7 separate regions of the Mus musculus genome follow, and regions 2, 3, 4, 5, 6 and 7 are each linked to region 1. The links are chromatin contacts, called in public Hi-C, HiChIP or PLAC-seq and promoter capture Hi-C maps. All regions are on one chromosome and are shown on one strand. Each heading gives the region's core, a stretch centred on a gene start, on an enhancer-like site or on the middle of the called end of the contact. The rest is flanking DNA. Distances are from core to core; before and after follow the strand shown. Region 1 holds the start of Scml4 (Scm polycomb group protein like 4). Region 2 overlaps Sesn1 (sestrin 1). Region 3 overlaps Armc2 (armadillo repeat containing 2). Region 4 holds the start of 1700027J07Rik (RIKEN cDNA 1700027J07 gene). Region 5 holds the start of 1700016J18Rik (a long non-coding RNA gene). Region 6 holds the start of Mtres1 (mitochondrial transcription rescue factor 1). Region 7 holds the start of Bend3 (BEN domain containing 3).

Region 1 (2,868 bases), core at 145-2,644:
CTCTTCCCATCTACGTTCCTTAACAGCGTGAGTCTGCACTTTGTTGTGAACGTGTTACTTTTCCATTTCTACATCATGAATTTCAGTCCAAAGCCAGTCCCATAACCCTAATAATTTCTACTTGGGCCAAACTGTCTGTATCTTTCATAAAATAGAAATTTATTGAGAGCTTCTATGGGCCAATCTTGTTTCACTAATCAGCCTTTGATTCCCTTGGATGTCAAAGGGGACACATACTACACTGTTGGTACAAATTTTTGACTCTTTATGGCACTTGGTAGGAATGGAGACTGCCATCCAAGCTGGGCCAGGCCCCGGCCAGCCTGGGAACCACCTTGGGGCAGAGGAGTCAGGGCTGTGGCAGGCAGCGGACCTAGGCAGAAAGGACACATGCCACCCAGGGAATTCCTTCTTTCTTAGTAAGGATAATGCTTTGACTTAAAAAAAACATCAATTTCCTGTATCTATTTAATTTGAGGGGACAAATTTACTTCACACTACATATGCATTCAAATTGTAGGTCCTTTTTAATTTTTCATACTCAGTAACTGGCTAAGCTGTGACCCAGACCTTCCAAATTAGTTTAATGTCAGTCCTGGCTACAAGCATGCTCCCTGTCCCTAAAAGCAAACCCGGTAGACAGCCTGTATTTGTAAACCAGGTATCTTATAAGACACACTTGAGACACATCCCATTTCCCCAGATGAGTCAAGTCAGCAGCAGAAAACCTCGACTCACTTTATAAAAAGAAGGGAGGAGAAAAGGCACCTTCTCTGGTGTAAACTGGTTTAGTGGACAGGCAGTGGGTATGGAGGAGAGACAGCAGCCCTTTCCCAGGCAGGTCCCAAGAGTGTTTGGGCATGGAGAAACACTTCCAGATGTGCACACACAGATGTGGATTAAACGTAGGATAGGCAGCTTTAGAGCTAACAGGTACAGCCACAGTGTGTCATCAGTACAGGTCCACACCTCTGACAACACACAGGCTTTCTGTTGGTATACCATTGTTCTTTCTTTCTTCTTCTTTTCCCCCCAAAGCCAAACATTAGCCTTGTCAGATCGTAACAGTCTTATAAGCCTGGTGTGGCCCTCACTGCTGCAAGACTGGGACAAAGAGATGATGTTACAGTCTGGTTTCTATGGCAACGGAGGAGGGGTAATGAAAACTGAAATGCAGGAAACACCCATTCTGACTATTGTGACATAATTCAGTTTCTTACAAGGAAGTAACTATCTAAGAAGCAGAAGTATCATTACCTGGCGGCTGCTGTTCACAAAAAGCTGTGCTGTGTATTTCTCTTAGCTGGTCTGTCTGTACAGAGGAAAGAAATAACACACACACACACACACACACACACACACACACACACACACACACACACACACAGAGTCCTCGCTTTCTGCATGTAAAATGTGTGTGTGTTCTTTAGAAGCCAGCGGTTGGCTGGTTTTCCGGACATGATGTGGTTGAAGCTGTCATCGTAATGGAAATTCACTGCTGTAGCTATGGTAAATCGAGTGTTCTGCCTGTACTGAATGCATTAGTCTAATGAGATGTTTGCAGCGGCGGCGAGCTGGGCTGCTGGCGACTAGCTGTGAGGCAGGCGTAGCACACGGGTGGAAGATAGCTTGTGCCATACTCGCAGTGTGTGTGCAGGAAGTCACCTGTCTTCTAAGCCACCACTCCAGACCTCAGCAAGCAACACCCTGGTCAGGGCTCTGTGACCAAGCTGTAGGTAAGGGAGACGCATGCTGGCGGGTGTGCTGTGGTACATTGTATGGCTCCTTCTCTTTGGGCTGGCGGCACAACAGGTTACCTGCTTTAGTTTATTTGGGAGGGTTTGCATGCCTGCCTCTCTGGCAATGCACGAGTGTCTGGTGCTAAAACTACTGAGCCCGGTGGGTAAACTTCGGATCCTAACATGCAAAATATAATGTTTGATTTTTTTTAACTATATATCAAAGGGAGATTTAAAGTAAAAACACAGTTTATAACCATTTTTGACATGTATACACTTAACCTCTCTTTAAGTCTATATGTAAATATGTGCAAATTTTTTATTATTTCAAACATGAATATGGTTTTTTTCCTAATAATAATTTTGTCTTATTTTGTATTATTAATTTAAAATTTGTAGTATGGATTAGGTTACAAATATTTACCTAAAATTGATTATTAAAATTGGCTGTGATATAAGCACTCATCAAAGCATTTGTTTTCAAATTGAATTTTATTTACTTGTGTTGAATGCTGCAGATGGGATATTTCATGTGTTTTTGTTGGTTGCTGATGTACCAGTCATAGATAAGGAGAGTATTAATTGTTTGCAAGTTCCTGCTATTAGTTTTTTTAGGAGGAAATAACTAACAGGTTAGTATGGAATGTTTGGAGTTTCCCCAAGTTCAAAGACAAAGTCACCTCCTCCCCTCACACAGTCCTATGTGACCCCAAATAGCTTCCACTCATTCTGCCTGCAGCCCCGGGTGTCGTCTACAGGTTGCTCTGCGGATGGACAGGACCAGTGGGTATGGCTGCTGAGTTAGCAGTTTTCACTCATCATTGATGCGCTTGAGTCTAAGTTCTTGCCGTTATTTTCGACAATAAGCCAGAGGTGGCGGCTTGCTGTGTTGTCTTTCTAGGGTCATGACATTTCTCAAGAGGGCTAGGACCATCAGCAGCTCTCTGAGAAATGGGGCTTTGTAGCTGGGATGCTTGAAAAGTGATCCAGATGTGGTTGTTGTGTGTTCCATGTTTTTAATTCCTTTCTCAACTAAGGAACATTTTTTTTTGAAGGGTAAGAGACATAGATGTCTTTCCCTCCTCAAGACTTTTTTCTCATTAAGAACAAAACAAAACGGAATGTCTGG
Region 2 (2,868 bases), core at 261-2,760, 980 kb before region 1:
GGAAATGCTACCTTTTTTATTAATTTAACATGTTCTGGTTTTCTGTGACAACTGAGGAGAACAGGATGACATACAGATAAGTCAACTTGTAAATAGAAGCTGAAGCTGGTGTTGTAAATGTTTACGCTCTCCCCATCCTTTGATACATTATCAAAGAAAAATAACACATGCATTCTGGTTTGGTTTGTTTTTTTTTTTTTTTTTTACTGCAGTCTGCACTATTATTAGCAAACCTGTGTTTTAACAAGTCTGACAAATTTAGAAAATAATGGATGATCACAGCAAGTCAAGCCAGTCTACTTACAATATTGCGATTTAGGGAACCAAAACTAGCAATTGTCAGGGTGGGTGTTGGAGTAGGTAGGGGCTTAGGGTTTCAAACATGCCAGGCATGTGCTCTCCAACCAGCCATGGCCCAGCAAAGGATTTACAGTGAGTGCCAAAAGGGACTCAGGCCAGTGAATGGCTCAGCCTGGTTTGACTCCATCATAATCACCACCCTTCTACCTCCCCACCCCTTTCACCTCCCCACCCCCTCAGCCTCCTTCTACCTCCCCCCACCCACACTACACTACCATCCATCTTCCATGGACAGGTAGCAGGCAGAGAACAAAATTAGCCTCTGATCTTCACACCCACTCCAAGGCACATGTGCCCACAACAGACATCATGCACATGCATGTAAATACATACATACATACAAAATAAATTAAAGAGAAAATTAAGCGTAGCCCTTGGAAATTTTCACAGGAAATACTGGAAATTGCTTTAGAATGCTTTCTGAATTCAGCAAGACAAAGCAAAGTGAAAGAAACCTAACCTTTGTTTGTTCCTGCCTGTATTGTAAATTAGCCTTCAGAGTAAGGGAGTGCTGAGACCTGAAAAAACTGTACATGACAGTGACACCAGCAACACTCTGGAAACGTCTCCAGAATCCTCAGGAAACGTGTCCAAGGCGGCTGTGGCCTGCCAAGGAGGAAAAACAGGACCTGGGCCGCCTTCAGTTTGAAGGCCATGTTTGTGTCTGGCTGATCTAACCATTGTTATACTCTTGGAGGTGCTCTGCTGCCTTTCAGTATTCAAGTTTCCCATGAATGTTGGAAATTGTTAGGTCATTTAAAAAGAATTTCTTATAAAGATTCCAACTCTTATTTCCAACCTGTACAAAGAAAGTTTTCCACAAATTCTATATTTTTATTTAAATGCATTAATGGCAATTTTAGTATATATCCTATTTAATATATATTCTATGTGTCATATGAAGATGAAAGAAATAAATGATTGGTATGATATTAATATATTTTTTCAAGAGTTGATGAAGAGATTTTTATCAGTTACTTTTAACCTGGGACAGTGTATCCTGCTTTATAAGTTGTTGTGTTCTGCTCTGACATCTGACACTATATAATTTAAAAGAAAAAAAATTGAAGGTTGCACCCCATTGGTATCTGGAGCAGTTGAAGTCTTCGTGTTTGTCTGCTTTGTGATTGGCTGATGTGTTGCTAGGCATGTGTTTTGTTCTTAGAGAAAGTTAAAAAGTTGAGGGTGACCCATTTGAAGTGCACCCTGTGGCTTTGCCTGCCCTGCCCTCTCCTTCCCTCCCCTCCCCCATCTGCTGAAGTTTAGAATTGTTTTTTAACCCATCATTTTGTAAAGTTAGCATACAGTATCTTAACATTTTTTTAAGTTCTAATTGTGTCTGGTGCACAGACTAAAATACAGATTTCATTTTTAATCTCTTTTGGAGTGAGTTTTTAAATTTAGGTATAAATGAAGTAATAGCTCCAAAAGCTATTTTTTAAATTACACAATATCTATATATTCATAGTCTAAGACATCTTTTCTACTTGCTTATGTCATGTATTTAGTGTCTTGAGCTACCTTTGACTTGTATCAGCATGTCCCCTCAAAACCTTTGGTAACGTCTAGAGTCGTAGAAGACCAACAGTCAATCCCCACACTCGCCTCTCCTGGACCTCCTAATAGTTCCAATCTGATCCATTCCCTTTTAATTTGATGATGCTGAGAAGTGACTGTCTGCTGACTGAATGATGCTATTTAACTTCATCTCAATAGAGCCACCTCCCTATCACTTCACCCTAACTGGCCCTGTGGATAGTTAAAGCCAAGCTGGGTTACACAATGTTCCACACGTCTTGTCAGACAATGGTCTGTACACAGCCAGTGTCTGACTTGCATGTGCCGGCCTGACTTAACAAGTGAGTTATACATGCTGCTCGGCAACCTTGTCTTGCCAGTGCAAGAAAGAAATCAAAGCGGCCTGGAAGTATCTGTAGCTTCCCAAGGAGGAGGGAGAGGCTAAAAACAGCTAACCCTGGAACAAGCTGAGCTGCCCTGCCTCTGAGGACTTATGCAGCCCCCAAGTCTCCATATCTTTAACAAAACTATATTGAACTGGTTGTCAAGCCCACACTGAGCCAATACTTTAATTGACACGCCACTTTAAAGTCTACATGCTCTCGCTGCTGGTGGGCGCACACAAAGGCACCTGGGAGGCAGCAGCTCAAGCCCTCAGAGCTTAATGATGTGCATCTCTAAGAGACAAACGAGATAGAGATAATGCACTGTCACTCACGGTGAGTACTGTGAGCTAGCTTAGGCCCTAAGACCTTTCTCTTACCAGAGAGGAATACAAGTACTGTGAGGCACAGTTACTAGGTCAGGTGGGCAAAGTAAGATAGCCCTGATGATCTGGAGGTCACAGAGATCTGAGAAGAAATACTAGGTGGAGTAACAGGGAGAGAGGCTCTGAGACAAAGACTCCCACACCCACACCCTCCCTCCCCTTCTGAGCTCCACCTGAGTCAAATCGAGGCAGTAAGTTTTCTTTCTACCTGATTTCTCTTC
Region 3 (2,868 bases), core at 258-2,757, 880 kb before region 1:
GTGTTCACAACAGGGACTTCGGAGCACCACCCTCCAGCGTAACACGTGAACGCTCACACTAGAGGGGCCAACACTACAGCTCTGGTCGGATCTGCCATTGCCACTAGAGCTATTTCAACGTTTGGGATGTTGAGGTTTTCAGAATGGCAGACAAAAGACTGTAGACCATCATCTCTGCTTTTTGGATTTTTGAGTGTGCTTGAACTGGATAAAACATGCACATGGGGCTGGAGAGATGGCTCAGCGGTTAAGAGCCCTGACTGCTCTTCCAGAGGTCCTGAGTTCAGTTCCCAGCAACCACATGGTGGCTCACAAGCATCTGCTATGGGATCCGATGCCCTCTTCTGGTGTGTCTGAAGAGAGCAACCATGTACTCACATTAAACAAACAAAACAAACAAGCATGTAATTCTAAAAGTAAATACAAATAGCCACGCAGTATAAGAAGACCGCCGCTCATAGTCCTAGGTAATTAATCCACTTAGAGGCCAAAGGATATGAACAGACTCAGTATTGAAGAAGGCAAACAAAAAGCCAGAAGTTGTTAAGTCAACAACAGTCAATTTCCTTGACATATATAGGAAACACTTAAATTTGCTAGAAAGCAGGTTGGGGAGATGGCTCGGTGGGTAAGGCACCTGCTGCTGCAAGCTTCAGGACCCAGGCTTGGATCCCCAGCACATATAAAAGAAGCCAGGCATGGTGCTGTAACCCCAGAGCAGAGGAGCAGAAACAGGCAGATCCTGCGAGCTCACTGACCAGCTCAGTGTGGCCAGAATGTGGCTCCATGTCCAACGAGAGACCATCTCAAAAAATATGGTAAAGGGTTCGAGAAAAAGACTCTGACATTGAGCTGTGGCATCATCTATTGGAGTAGGAACCTGCTCTAACACATCAAAACCCCAAATTACTAGAAATTCAGGCTTTAAATCCATGTGGTCTTAAAAAAAAAACAAAAAACCAAAACGAAACCCCTACACAGTGTGCTTTTCAATGTAAAGCTGAGCGATCAACTAGTTCCCCAGGAAGAGTGAAATCAGTCAACATGCTCCCCCCAGGAAGAAATGATTATCAAGATGAGTCAGAAATCACCCAAGTTTAGTTACCTCCAGACCCTTCTGAGACTTCTCAGACTCATTTTGAGAAGTTAGCTAAACACTGTGGTATAAGAATTTCTTCTCGGTCGTCTCCCAGGAATCCCCACTAATGTGGTTGTGTCTTGCTATGGCCTTGCTTCTGTATCCCCATGTGGTCCTCACTGCCCCCATCACCTCCATTCCATACCCTATCCCCAGTGAATTCTAGAAACTGAAGCATGTCTACAAACACACAGTGTGGCCCAGTCTTGGGGAACAACTTCAAATTTTAAAAAGGACTTTCATCTAGGTTCACTGCTTGCTAAATATAAAAATAATGATTCAACAGGAAAATTGGGTAAGTCAGGCAAGAAATACTGCCTGTTTTTGAAGATTCTGCTGTCTCCGTGGTTATAGCTGTTAACCACAGCTTTCAGCTTTGGACCCAACAGCTTGATACATTGTTAGCATTGGCTGGTGTTTTTAGCATGCAAACGTAAACCCCTTAGCAACAATGTTGTCTAGGGAATTGGAAGGCTTAGATTCTCCTGAGTTCTAGATACATTGCAGGTGACCACTAACTGTCTCCTTACTGGTGAGGGGCTAGTTTGAAGATAACATCTTTTACACGGTGCTAGATTGATATCATTTATCATCATTTTTTATTTTTGTTGAGACAAGGTCTTACTGTAGCTCAGAATGGCCTGCAATTCATAACCCTGTCTCTGTTTCCAAAATGTTCAGATTATAGATGTGTACTCATAGAGCCCGACATAAACTTTTGTGTGAAATGAAAAAAAAAAACTATGAAGAATATAACAGACACTGTCCTACCCTGAATAGTTTGGTTCAATGCTAATAATGTGCTACGTTTGTATCTTTTTATTTTAAAGACAACAACAACAACAAAAACCTTGAAGGCTTAAAACCTTCTTATGCCTGCCTTATCTAGATCCTTCCCCATGGGGGGGGGGGTCACCAGCCTTTGAAATGGGGGTGACAGCATGTTTGTTTTTCTAGGTGTGACACAGAGCTCCCTAACTCTTGTTTCCACAACTTAAGGTTTCACCTGCTGCTTGTGTTGTACAGTCAATGTTACAATGTTACAGTGTTACAATGTTACAGTGTTACAATGTTACAGTGGTATAGTGTAACAAATGTTCCCTGGCTCATTTTTCTCACTGCCTGACTTTGCACCATTTCTAACCATTGGTCTGTATTATTTCATATTTCCTCAGGCAGAATAAAGTCCCTAAAGGGCTTTCATAATATAGTTTCATTTAATGTAACAGACAGCTGTCCTACCCTGACTAGTTTGGTCCAATGTTAACAATGTGCCACATTTGTATCTTTTTCTTTATTTTAAAGACAAAAACAAAAAACAAAAAATCTTGAAGAATTAAAACCTTCTTCATTTAAGTGGGCAATGCTTTTGAACTTAAGTTTAGATTTACACTGATATTAAATCTGCACACAAACCCTCCAGATACCTTCAAGCTATAATTTCTGTGAGTTTCTGTCTACATTGAAGGCAGCAGACCTGGATACTGGTTTAAGACGGCAGTGAAAAATGAAAACTTAGAAAACAAATGGTTTCTGAGCAAGTTGGATCCAGTTCCTGAAGTTGTCGAACAGAGTTACTAAGGGCTCGGTGTGGCACTCTAGACTCTCCTTGACTTCCACCTAACATTTGTCTTTGAAAAACAAGTCACACTGTTTAACAGCACAAAGATCTTGAGAATGAAGGATGCTGAAGGCGGAGAGGCACACTCACCTGCTCTGGATGCTGAAGG
Region 4 (2,868 bases), core at 181-2,680, 890 kb after region 1:
ACCACATTATCACTCTCTAGGGCCAAGGAAGCCTCAGTCTTTTTTAGAAATACCACCTGAAAGAAGAGAGATGTGCAATTCTGCAGGCAATGTCATTCTTTTCAGGGATCCTCAATGTGAAATTTAACAGCCTATTCCTTTGTCACTCCTAAGGATGTTGGTGAGAGGGGTATTTAAATCGCCTTTCTGTCACTACAACAAAATGCATGAGATAATCAACTTACAAAGAGGAAAGGTTGTCCAGCTCATGGTTTTAAAGGTTCTACTCCATAACCAAGAAGACCAATTTCTGGCAAGCCTTTGGTGAGGTTGCCGGAGGCAAAGTCTATCTTTAAGCATGTTTGAGCAAACTCCTCATACCATGGCCAGAAGAAGCAAAAGAGAAAAGAGTGGGTACCACAAGAAGATGTGTGCCTCTTCTGGGGCACACATCCAGTGATCTAGGACTTCTCTACTAGATCCCACCTCTCCCCACAATAGCATTGACTGGGGACCATGCCTTCAACGCATGGAGGTACACCAAATCCAAACTATAGCAAGGACTAGGTAGACTCACAACATACAGGCCATGTTGTCTTTGCCACCCGGTGAAGTGAATCACAGAACATCTTTTGAATAGGAACTTTCACCTTTTGTTATATCAGCAGGAATGCAGGCAGCCAGGACTCATCCAATATGTGCAGCTTACCAAAGTCCCAAGTGGACTATATTAATGCTCTGTGCTTAAGCCATACCTCTCAGAATGGGGCTGTGGCTCTGTTACCACAAGTCCTTGCCTCTAACAGGATTGAGACCCTGGGTTCCATTCCCAGCCCATCCTGCACTTCACTAACAGTAATAATAAGCCAGGGTTCCATCCCCAGCCCGTCCTGCATGTCACTAACAGTAATAACCCAGTGAAAACAAGTGTCTCCCACACCCCTCCACGACTAATGACACAGGACACTCAAATATAAAAGGCATGAGTTGCTGGCAGTCATTTCAACTATCTAGAACCCTAAGCTAGTGCACACTTGACTTTTCCTCTGTTCTCCGTTAGGTTGACACTCAGCCAGCCCTCCTGTTTACTAGTTGTCTGAGAGAAATTTAGAAAAACAAAACAAAACAAAAACCAAACAAACAAAAAAATGGTTTTAGTACAACCTAGGTCACATTCTTCTCATGTTGGTTGCTGCATAGTCGGAAGGGGTTACGTCAAGGGAAATTGACACCTACCCTTCTCATTTGCTCTTTGATTTGCACACTCATCAGAAGACTAGAGCCATTTGATACTTCACAAGATGATTCCCCTTAGCAGACACTGAGGGAAGGGGGAGTCACCTGGCCCCAGCATCTGGTAACTGTTCCCATTTCAACTGTTGACTCAATAAATGCCCTTGGGCAAGTCACTGAACCTCTCCACATTTAGTCTCTGGGGAATGAAATCTGCCAACTGTATTATGTGGGTTTGAACCTCACTGCCCTCTGGGATAAAAATAGGAGAGGACCAGGTGTCAGCTGGTCCCAAACTGATGTAAGGATGGCGGCCATGGGATCTCAAAGATGTCCTTGAGCTATAAATTCTATAATAGGGTCACGGGACACAGAGGCCCTCAGGCATTTATTTGGCTTGTGTGATAAATTCCAGCCCTTGAAATTTTTCCAGCCACTCTTGAATACTCTGCCTGGCCCCGCCCCCACTCCTCAGTATTTCTCCCGCCATAATACTCAACTCTGAATGCTGTTGCTTTGTCACAAAACTCTTGGACCGTAAACTTCCCAAGGGAGGAGATAACGTCAGCACAAGCTTCATTGTCAAGTACACACCAGGCAAGTGGGCATACTACGTGAATTGTTTGCCATATGGACGAGTGAATGAAGACTTCCCAGGCTCCAGAGAACATTCCACTCCTCTGCCTCTGGGATCATCCATCCCTGGCCAACATAAGGTAGGATCTGACCCCATTTCCCCACCATACTTACCATCAGTGGTGAGGATCACTGTCATCTTTACTGGATTTACAATCACCTAGAAACATGCCTGTGGGTGTATTGGGGAGGGTGTTTCAACTGATGACTAAGAAAGAGAAAGCTAGCTGAATACCATGAGACACTGTCTCAAGCTCCAGTCTTCATTACTACAACCTGCTCTCACAGCCATCCATGGCGAGGGCACCCTCACTGGGGGGGAGGCTATCCCTCAAACAGTGTGCTGAAGTGAGTCTTTTTTTTTTTTTTTTTAAATGGTTTTTTGAGACAGGGTTTCTCTGTATAGCTGTTGCTGTCCTGGAACTCACTTTGTAGACCAGGCTGGCCTTGAACTCAGAAATCCGCCTGCCTCTGCCTCCCGAGTGCTGGGATATCTAGACCAGGGTGGCCTCAAACTGGTAGAGATCCCTCTGCCTCTACCTTTGTTGCTGGGATCGAAGGCCTATGCCATCATGGCCGGCTCCCTCTATTCATTCTTTAAGGAAGGTTCTCTTTACAGATGTGGAAGAACAGTCTCAAGAGCAGATGTCAACACCATAACCAGAATTGTCCGGATTTTTGACTGAATGTAGGACTCATTTAGAGTCACGTGTCTGATGTTATGTGTAAAGACTGGCCAAAATCTTATCCCTAGCTTACATACAAGCACAGGCAGATAATTAGCCAAACTTCTTCTCTTGACTCTGGCTAAAGGTATCTAGGAAGTCAGGGACAACCATATAAATAACTTTCACGCTGAACTCGGAGACAATGGAAGTAGTTCAGACATCTAAAAACTCAGTGTAAGAGACTCCTAGTGCCACTGCTTGGCACAGAAGGGAGACTCAGCCCTAGAAGGCCTATGCTTCAGGAGAGGGCTTGACTCTCTGGGTTTCCCTATGCCCTCCTCCCTGAACAGAT
Region 5 (2,868 bases), core at 153-2,652, 840 kb before region 1:
CCACTGTGTAGGTTCTGGGAATCAAACCCTGGTCCTCTAGAAGAGCAGCCAGTGGTCCTAACCACTGAGTCATCTCTCCAGACCCACGTGTTATTTGCATGTGTTACTTTCTTCTTCTGGCCTCAGAGGGCATTACAGGCACACTGTACACACACATACACACAGGCAAACATTCATACACATAAAACAAGAATAAATATATCTTTAAAAACCCCTATCTCTACTGTTTGCTACCAACAGCCACCAGAGCCACCTCCTTCATGTTAAAGACAACATTGCCCATCAACATTGCCGACATAGGGTTTGCTGGTGCACCCTCTTTCCCCAGCAAATCAAACACTCAGGGCTCTTTCCATGACTGAATTACTTTGGCATTAAATGAGCATCCAAACAGGTGCAAGAAAAGTGCTTAGATGTCAGAGCAAGTGTTAAGTCCCCCGAGGATCTGCAGCTCTGTGACCTTGAAGGGCATTAGACATCTCTATACCCGAGTTCTCTTCTGTTAAAAAAGCATGGATAATGACCAACTCTCAGGGCAGCTTTCAGCATTGCATGAAATGTCCAAATGCTTTAGCACGATGCTAGCTAGCTCTTACAATACTAAGAAGTACTGTCCAAGTGCTGGCTGGTCAAGAAAGATCTTCCTAGAATGAAAATACTCACCAACAAGAGAAGTCACAAAAGAGACTATCTGTCCAATGTTTTCATGCATATCATAAATTTAAATTTTCAACTAGAGAATACCATCCTTGATTTAAAAACAAAATAAAAACAAACAAACAAAAAAACCCAGCGTTTTTATCTGAATGTCAGTTATCCCAAATCTATGCAAACTGCTAGTCAAAACCTTAGGGATTTACAAAAATGGGATACATATAGTGTGACTTATTTTCTACCAAACGAAAAGAATATGATGTCGGGATGGAAGAACCTGCGGTAATACTTGTGGCATGGGTTGTAAGGGGCATTCTGTATACATACGGTGTAATTAATATTGTTCCACATACACTTTATTGAGGAGTCATTTGTTACCTAGGAAAATCCTAGTTTGTTCTTGTGGCCTGCCTCCACAGAGTCCCTTAGTCTATCACTCTCTCATTCAACCAGTGTTACTGGTTACTCCTGTTAAATACCAGGCAACTGACTAAATGCTCACAGTTACAGAAGCTGACTCCTGTGCAGACCCCGAGAGTATGCAGCAGCACCCCTCGACCCTATCTGGGAACAGAAGAGAGACTGCAGGAGGGGTCCCTGGTGAACCTGCAGGGGACTCCTCACCTCCCGCACGCACAGCTGCTCTCCCACTCCCGGAAAAGCCCGCTCCTTCACCGGTCCAGGTTAGGGCCGAGCGCCTCAGCATCCTCACCTCGCCCTCCCGCCCTCCCGCGCACCGCCTTTGCCCTGCTGGCTAGCATCTCCATGGTAACCGTACACAAACCACCTTTCGCTGCAGGCCGAGCGGTCAGCCTACAGATCCAGGACGCCGCAGAGCGAAGCGGGATGCGCTGGAGTAGGTGCTGGTTGGGGAATCCGGGCTCGACTCAAAACACCTGTGACAAGCGCTAGACACTTAGACCCCGGCGGAGTGTGACGGCCTTCCCGCTCTCGCAGGGCAGCAGGGACCAGGAGGAGGGGCGGGGCGGGGCGGGGCGGGGCGGGGCGGCCCTGCTCCACTCTCCGCCACTGAGCCTGCGCCAATCCCTCTAGCCACGCACGCGTAGCAGCGTCGAGGCGTGGCGAGGGCCCGTGCGGGAGCGCGGGCAGGAGCATACCCACAGGGGAAAGGCAAGAATGGGTGGAGGGGAGTCTTCTTTTACATTAGCAATATGTTCAACCATGTTTGTTTCTCCCCGTAGGATCTCCAAGACTGTTAAACAACTGGCAGAGGAACAATGTAGTGTTTTGGGAAAGAGTCGGTTATTGATTATAGACGTCAACGTCCACCTGGAACGGTTCCTTAGCATCTCATCTCTTATGCTTCAGGCAGAGAGTGCTATCCCTGTGTGTGAATAGCTGAATCGTGGGCCGTAGCAAAATAAATGTGAAGAGCTGTGAATGTAGCAGTGAATGTTAACCTGTTGGATATCATTAACTCCTTGCATTTGGGCAGCACTCAACCGTTTGTAGAGCGAGCTCACAACAGAGCAACTAGGGACCCAAGGTGAGATCAGGAAGGAGCGATTTAAGTCTTGGGTTGCTATGGCTAGTCGCTGTGTGTTCTTACTGAATCACTACAACCCAACAGGGGAAGAAAAAAAAAAGAGTCCTGTGTATATGTTTCTAATTCAAACTCTGTTTGCGTCTACACTGGATCATTGGGTAACACTTGTGAAATACAAGCGAGGCATAAGCTCTAAATTTACACTACGGTATATAAACATAGGGATTATCAGCAAGTGTTGTCAACACTGGGAAAATGCCGTATTCCATGGTGCCAAGGGTCTTGTAAAGAATAACTAAATTGTATCTATTTTGCACAGTTAATACCTTTGATGAGAAATGACACCTGGAACACTGAGTAAAGGTTTTCCAAGTGCTTAACAAGATTTCCCACATCACAGACAAAGAAAACTCAATCATTGATGAAGTTTAGGATCCCAAACTAAATATTATTTTTCACTGGGAACAGGATCTATCCTATGAAGTCCCATTTGTGTGTCACCAGACTCAACTGTGCAAAAGGACATTGCCTGTTGTATAGAAAGCATAACTAGCATTTTGATCTCATAGTTTGTGAGATATGATAAAATACAAGTCCATTTGGGTCTCTTGGTGGCTGTTTATAAATACAGGTGTCTATCTGACCCTTCATGGAGAGTCAGACTTCTCCAAATGTTTTGTTATTAAATGACTGGTAATCTGATATTA
Region 6 (2,868 bases), core at 243-2,742, 680 kb after region 1:
CCCTTAAACAAACTCCCCTTCCCTTCTGCCCTTTAGAAGCTGCCATTTGGTGAAAGGACTTCTTGCTGCATCACAAGGTGGAAGATAAGGATGGTGTAAGCATGCCAGAGAGAGCTTGTTTTCATAACAAAGCCACGTACTCCCTTAATACCCACTAATACCGACTGTCCATTCTTCAGAAAGAACCTTCATGGCCCTGCTCTTCCTAAAGGTACTGCACCAAATTCCTAACACATGAAACTAGGGGGACACATTCTGGACAAACTAGGGACCTTTGTTCCAGACAGGCCTAGAACACTCTCACTTAGGTATCTGCAAGGAAACTCACCTTCAAGTCTAGACTCAAACACATCCCCTCAGCGGGGCCTACCCATTCCATTCCAACTATTCCAACGCAACTCCACCTTGCCAATCGGTCCCCTTTACCACACTTACCCCACCCCCAGAGCTAATCACAGGCTGCTGTGTAATTTACCAGATGCTGTCTGCATGTGCATACACTCCACAAGACTAGACTTCTTCTTCATCCCTGTTTTATTTATCTCACGTGCACAGAAATAGTGCCTGGTAATTAAAAACTTGCAGAAGCTAGGAACGCTGTTGCAAGCCTATAATTCAAGCATCTGGGAAAGAGGCAGGAGCTCACGTGTTCAAGGACATCGTTCACTATAAAAGTAAGAAGCCAGTCACAACGAGGCCGCCTTAAAAAAGTCTTATAGACCTAAGTCTGGAGGTCACCCAGACGGCACGAGAGATACAGAGAGTTTTAGTAGGAAAGTAACCCGGCAGGAGTCCATATGAAAAAATCTCCTTGACGGCAGTTTGCATTAGAGATGACTAGGAAAGAAAGCCCGTAAGGTTCGTTTCGGGTGAGATTTCTATAAAGCTATAGACTCTATAACGAAGGCTAAGACTGGCAGAAGAGCAGTGTTTAGGATACACAGGCAAAGCTGTCCTTGACCTGCACTACGCTGGGAGTGGATCCACGTTCCTTAGCGTGTCACCGCTCTGTAAGACCCGGGCCTGGCCTCCAGTTGGTTGGGTCTACAGCTACGAAACCCTTCCCTTCTGCGGACGTCGGAAGCGGACTTCTACACAAGATCGAGTTCCCCTGGAGCCCTCCCATCCCGAACCTTCCCCAGGTCCCCCAAGGTCAAAGGAAACTGGACACTCCCACGCCGCCCAGCCCCGAGTCAGTGTGTCTGCAGCTTGCTGCACCCAAGTCCGGGGACGCACAGCCTGGGCCAGCTTAATTCCCACGGTCCCGGGGTTCGAGAGGCGTCCCTAGGCAACCCCAACTCTGCGGAACGGGAAGGGTTCGCAGACACGGCCGGAGCGCCGCAGGGCAGAAGCCAGCCGAGGGCGAAGCGCCCGGCGAGGGGCTGAGCCGGCGGGCCAGTAGGGGCGCACTCACCTGCGCAGTCCGCTGGTCCCTCCCCGGACCGCGCCGACCGCAGGCGGGAGCCACCTCCGCACCTGCCCCGCCTCTTCCGCCCCAGCCTACGCAGAGAGTGGACCCCTAGGCGCATCTGAGCACGGTGGTGGCCTCACAGCGTCCCCTGCTGGACGCGGCGCCTTGGAGGACCACGCTGTTGAGGTCGGGGTGTGGGGAAGTGAGGTGGGGGGGGGGGGGGGGGGGAGAGGGGACGTGGGAGGCCCATCCCAGGCCCGCTGAGCTTGGCAGCCAGTTCCAGAAGAATTTGGTTTGGAAGCAAAAGTTCTTTCTCTCGAATAGCCAAAGCCCTGAACTTCTTAGTGAGTTATAGATGTTGTCTCCAGAAAACTGTCTTAACATCACAGAATATAAGAGTTTACTTCTAACCCGTCCGTGTGTAGGTGTATCGCTGTAATCCCAACACTGGAGAGACCGAGGTAGGAAGAATGGGGGTTCAAGGTTTTCCTTGGGTACATGACTAGGAAGTTCGAGGCCAGGCTGAGCTACAAAGAAATAAATATAAATGGGAATAAATAAAATACCTCACATTGGGTGTGATCCTATCATTGGGGGAGTGGAGGCAGAAAGATCAAGTAAGTCACTTGACCTGTCTTTGGCTACATAACAAGCTTGAGACCAGCTTGGGTTACATGAAACCCTGTCTCAATATATCAACCCCTGACCCCCCACCCCCCAAAAAAAACTAAGTCACACCGTTTTCGTTCAGTTTTCTTGCCATGCCAGAAGTGATTGGACAGGGGTTAGAGTCTAGGAAAACACGGTTTAGTGGAACCAGTGAAAACAAACCTTGGGAGTCAGATGGAATATAGCCCAGACACTAGAGTACAGTCAGTTTCACAAAAGTTGTTTTTTTGTTTTGTTTTGTTTTGTTTGTTTGTTTTTAAAACGTAAATACTTTTACGTGTATGAGTGTCTTTGCCTGCATGTACCATGTGCCTCTATGCTGAAGGAGGCCAGAAGAGGGCATTGCATCTCCTGGGACTGGAGTTACAGATGGTTGCTAACCACCATGCAGATGCTGGGAATGGAATCTGGCTCATCTGGAAGAGCAGCCAGTGCCCTTCCCTCTGGAGCCCAGGTTTAGATATGTTTGCGTTAACGTTTGTTGGGATATATGCTGTATTAAACGAGAAGTAGCCTTCCTGATTTTCTTCTTTTTCAGACGTTTCCCTTCCAAGTCTGTGAGCTCTGTTCCCCGCCTTTTCATTGATGCTCCTTTCTCCTAAGTTGGCACAATAGTTTCTTGATTGTGTTTGTATAAGAGGAATGCACAACTACAAATTGTTTCAAATGCTGAAATGATACATCTACACGGTTGACATTGTGAGATCAGGAGGGATACACAGTTGCATTTACTTGTAGGTCAACACCTGCCATCATGTTTGACCTAGGGAACTCAGGTCTTTTAGTCT
Region 7 (2,868 bases), core at 141-2,640, 620 kb after region 1:
GGCCCATTCTTTCCATCATCCTGTTTTGAATGACACTGAGCACGTATAGATTCTCTTATAAAAGCACCCCTAGGATGCTGGGCTCCTTTCTTCAAGCTGCTAGCTAATTTTGCATAGCAATTAGTACTGACTTCTCCAAGTCTGCAACCCAAACACCTCTCCAGAACGTTCCACAGTCCCTCCAAGGTCCAACTCTGCGCCATTAGATTTCAAACCAGAAGGCGAGGAACTTGCGTAATGATTAAATTCCCAATTTGTGTGAAGACACAATAATCTCTGACTACGCGTTAATTCCAACCTTAGGCCGCGACTGGGCAGCTAGGAGCCAGCATGTACGTCCTTTTAAAATCTATTCTACGTATTCACTGACCGCGCCGGGCCGGGCCACATGGTCCTCTCTCGCAGCCAGTCAGCTGTAGGCAGCAGATGGGATCATTTGCATTTTTCTTTTTAGACATTTTTTTTCCATCGGCAAATTAAAGGATTAAAAAAATTTTTTTTTCCGTTCTCATTGTTTACCAAAACCAGGCACGCAGCTTAAAAGTTGACTTGGGCTTTTCTTTTCCCTCCACCCCCACCCCAAGTCCCCGAAAGTTGGAGAACTGCGAGGGGTTGGTTTCTTATTTCTCAACTCCGACTCTGCAGTCCGGGAAACTAGGAGACGGTCGGTCTTAACTAACTCGGCGACTGGAGTCTCCCAGTTTTCCGCGCTGAGCCCCGTGGCTCTGAGTTGGTGGCATGAGGGTCCCCAAGCGCGTGCTTCGCTCCGCAGCCTCAAGCGGCAAAACTTGGGCTCTCGGAACTCAGGCTTTACGGGAGAGGGCGGCCACCCTGCCGGGGGAGTGGCCAGGGCTCCCCCAGAGCCCGGGGTCGCTCTCCAGTATACCCCCCCAACCACGAATCCATGCAGAACTGGAGGGGGGGCGCACCCCGAAGTCTTTGTGCCCGGCGTGGCACGGGAAGGTCCGTGCGATGGTGCGGCGCCACAGCCGAGCGCCCCAAAAGCGGGGGGCGCGGGCGGAAAAGACACGGCGCGTTGCCTCCCACCCCCACCCCCCGGGGTTAGAGAAAAAGTAGAGAAAGAGGCGCCGGGGCCACGCTCCAGCCCGGAGAGCACGTAGCCGAGAATGCCGCGGGGCGCTTTCCCGTGGGTGAGAGCCGCCCTGGTCCGCCGGCAGCCGGCGCGGGCCCACGTGGAGCCGCGCTGTGCAGGCCGAGCGCACCCGCCCCGCAGCGCGCCCCAGCTCCCCGCCGCGGTCGCTCACGCCCGAGCGCCGCCGCCGCCGCCGCCGCTGGTCCCGCGTGTGCCCCGCTGAGGGGGAGGGGCGGCGCGGTGGGGGCGGAGGGCTTGAGGTTCCACTGCAGCGGGGGCTCCTGTGTCCTTGTGCGGAAATGACACACGGAGTCCCGTCACGTCACGCGAGAGCGCAGCGCACGGACACACACAAAGAGAGGGGAAAATACACGGCGCCCGCCCGCCCGCCGCCCCCAGCCAGTCGGCGGGGCCGCCCCGGCCAGGCCCTGCGCGCTCGGCCCCCACTGCGGCCCGCGCGCCCGCCCCCCGCACGTGGCGCCCGAACTCGGCGCGGGTCCCGCTCCGCAAAGTAACAACTCTCGTCCCAGGTGAGTGTGGGCCCCGGTCGGGGCCGCCTGCGAGCGGCTCGCCGCCTCCGCGCGGGCTGGAAGGGGGAGCGGGCGCCCACGGGCTCGTCGCGCCCCATTGTGCCGCGCGCCCCTTTGTGCCCGCTCGGAACGCCGCGACTCCATGGCGTTCCGGGAGCACGCGCGCCGCGGCCAGGGAGGAGGAGGAGGGAGGGGAGGACGCACGGTGGAACGGTCCGCGCCGCCGCCGCCAGGCCGGCCCCACTCGCGCCGCGCGCCGGCTCTCCACCCCCGGCGGGCCGGCGATGGAGCGGCCGAGGGCCGCCGGGGAGCAACTGCGCGGCGCCGGAGCGCTCGCGTTCGACCGGCCTGTGGCGGCGATGGAGGGGTGTCAGAGGGAGCAGAAGGGCGGGGAGCCAGAGGCCGGAGAGCCGCCGCTCGGAGGGACGCTGCCCCGGGGAGGCAGCGGAGGGAGCGAGGCTGCCGGCGGCTGGGAGCGGGGTGCGGCGAGCCCCGCCGCCAGGGGGCGCGGCACCCTCCCGGGCCGTTCCACGGCGCTCCGTGGTTCCCGCTGCCCGGCTGGAGGCGGGTCCAGCGCGGCGCTCTGGGTGTGCACCCCAGCGAGCGCGAGGCCTTCCTGGCGGGCGGTGGAGCCGGGCCGGGGCGCTCGCCGCCCCTCGTGACTTGTGCCCGCCACGATCGACGTAATTTCCCACGCAGACTTGGCTCGGGCTGTGAGGCGCGGAGTTGTGAAGGCCTTGTGGGCTGGGACTCAACTCATCTGAGTTCTTTTTTTCTTTTTTTTTTAAGTTTGTCCTAAAGTAGAAGTTTGATCGCTCAGGTGGCCCGCTTGGGAGTATTTTGGAGGTGGAGGCCAACCAGAGATGCTCAGAATTAATGTTCACTGTTTGGAAGTCAGAGAACTTCCTTTTAGAAGTAACTTTTGAATGTTTTCCTACAAGTAACACGTCACTGAGTAGAGGGGAGGGTGCCAGAAATCTATAAAGACCCAGAAAACCCAGGCGAGTGGGGAACGTGTGGAAATGTCCCAGATAGAGGTTTTAGGTTTGTCTCTGTTTCGGTTCCATGCCTGCAGTTTTTCTCTTTTTGCGACTTTCCACTTTTAATTCATAGGTGTTTGGGTTTTGTTTTTAAGCTTCATTTTCGGTGTATGTGTTTTGACTGCATATATATGCGCCATATCCATGCCTGGTCTCCTAAGAGGTCAGAGGAGGGCATCGGATTTACAGATAGATGGTTGGGAGC

The links. Promoter capture Hi-C pulls out the DNA fragments that hold promoters and counts their contacts. Hi-C and Micro-C count contacts between places; a contact is called where the count stands out from the background. HiChIP or PLAC-seq counts read pairs in DNA pulled down with a chosen protein or histone mark. Capture Hi-C pulls out chosen DNA fragments and counts their contacts.
Region 2: a contact with region 1 is called in an H3K27ac HiChIP or PLAC-seq map of thymic regulatory T cells, with 5 times the contacts expected there. The contact joins the enhancer-like site here to the promoter of Scml4 in region 1. A contact is called at or near these places in 1 of 39 promoter capture datasets (pre-B cells), 2 of 484 Hi-C or Micro-C datasets (CD4 T cells and CD8 T cells) and 2 of 115 datasets of contacts at active chromatin or transcription factors (memory CD8 T cells and thymic regulatory T cells).
Region 3: a contact with region 1 is called in a promoter capture Hi-C map of pre-B cells, with 2.4 times the contacts expected there. The contact joins the enhancer-like site here to the promoter of Scml4 in region 1. A contact is called at or near these places in 5 of 39 promoter capture datasets (the C10 cell line, hippocampal neurons, liver and 2 more), 1 of 115 datasets of contacts at active chromatin or transcription factors (double positive thymocytes) and 1 of 9 other capture datasets (liver).
Region 4: a contact with region 1 is called in an H3K4me3 HiChIP or PLAC-seq map of the 230-238 cell line, with 10 read pairs. The contact joins the promoter of 1700027J07Rik here to the promoter of Scml4 in region 1. A contact is called at or near these places in 2 of 39 promoter capture datasets (liver and pre-B cells) and 1 of 115 datasets of contacts at active chromatin or transcription factors (the 230-238 cell line).
Region 5: a promoter capture Hi-C map of liver shows a contact between it and region 1, with 2.0 times the contacts expected there. The contact joins the promoter of 1700016J18Rik here to the promoter of Scml4 in region 1. A contact is called at or near these places in 1 of 115 datasets of contacts at active chromatin or transcription factors (double positive thymocytes) and 1 of 9 other capture datasets (liver).
Region 6: a Hi-C map of liver shows a contact between it and region 1, with 7 times the contacts expected there. The contact joins the promoter of Mtres1 here to the promoter of Scml4 in region 1. A contact is called at or near these places in 4 of 39 promoter capture datasets (the 3T3-L1 cell line, cranial neural crest, frontonasal cranial neural crest and 1 more), 1 of 484 Hi-C or Micro-C datasets (liver) and 2 of 9 other capture datasets (embryonic stem cells and liver).
Region 7: a contact with region 1 is called in an H3K4me3 HiChIP or PLAC-seq map of forebrain, with 3 times the contacts expected there. The contact joins the promoter of Bend3 here to the promoter of Scml4 in region 1. A contact is called at or near these places in 8 of 39 promoter capture datasets (the HPC-7 cell line, cranial neural crest, embryonic stem cells and 4 more) and 5 of 115 datasets of contacts at active chromatin or transcription factors (astrocytes, embryonic forebrain, epiblast stem cells and 2 more).

Annotation. Positions count from the first base shown.
Region 1 is chr10:42,859,118-42,861,985 of GRCm38.p6, forward strand. It overlaps Scml4 (Scm polycomb group protein like 4), which reads left to right and starts at 1,395. Exons shown (of 9, transcript NM_172938.3): 1 at 1,395-1,736.
Region 2 is chr10:41,879,446-41,882,313 of GRCm38.p6, forward strand. All of the region lies in intron 1 of Sesn1 (sestrin 1), which reads left to right. Among named protein-coding and RNA genes, the nearest start is that of Sesn1, 70 kb to the left of the region's middle. Within about 2 kb of position 1,511, at least 47 of the 459 cell types and tissues checked have an H3K27ac peak or open chromatin away from gene starts, as enhancers often do. A contact at or near this core is called in CD8 T cells and thymic regulatory T cells, where this site is marked.
Region 3 is chr10:41,977,529-41,980,396 of GRCm38.p6, forward strand. All of the region lies in intron 6 of Armc2 (armadillo repeat containing 2), which reads right to left. Among named protein-coding and RNA genes, the nearest start is that of Gm33058, 20 kb to the left of the region's middle. Within about 2 kb of position 1,508, at least 78 of the 459 cell types and tissues checked have an H3K27ac peak or open chromatin away from gene starts, as enhancers often do. A contact at or near this core is called in pre-B cells, where this site is marked.
Region 4 is chr10:43,744,728-43,747,595 of GRCm38.p6, forward strand. It overlaps 1700027J07Rik (RIKEN cDNA 1700027J07 gene), which reads left to right and starts at 1,431. Exons shown (of 4, transcript NR_040581.2): 1 at 1,431-1,928. RefSeq lists an enhancer at 1,411-1,951.
Region 5 is chr10:42,016,752-42,019,619 of GRCm38.p6, forward strand. 1700016J18Rik (a long non-coding RNA gene) reads left to right here and starts at 1,403. Exons shown (of 3, transcript XR_871596.3): 1 at 1,403-1,510; 2 at 1,857-2,161. Armc2 (armadillo repeat containing 2) reads right to left here and starts at 1,631. Exons shown (of 18, transcript NM_001034858.3): 1 at 1,442-1,631.
Region 6 is chr10:43,539,526-43,542,393 of GRCm38.p6, forward strand. Mtres1 (mitochondrial transcription rescue factor 1) reads right to left here and starts at 1,493. Exons shown (of 4, transcript NM_026411.2): 1 at 1,415-1,493.
Region 7 is chr10:43,477,750-43,480,617 of GRCm38.p6, forward strand. Bend3 (BEN domain containing 3) reads left to right here and starts at 1,391. Exons shown (of 4, transcript NM_199028.2): 1 at 1,391-1,623.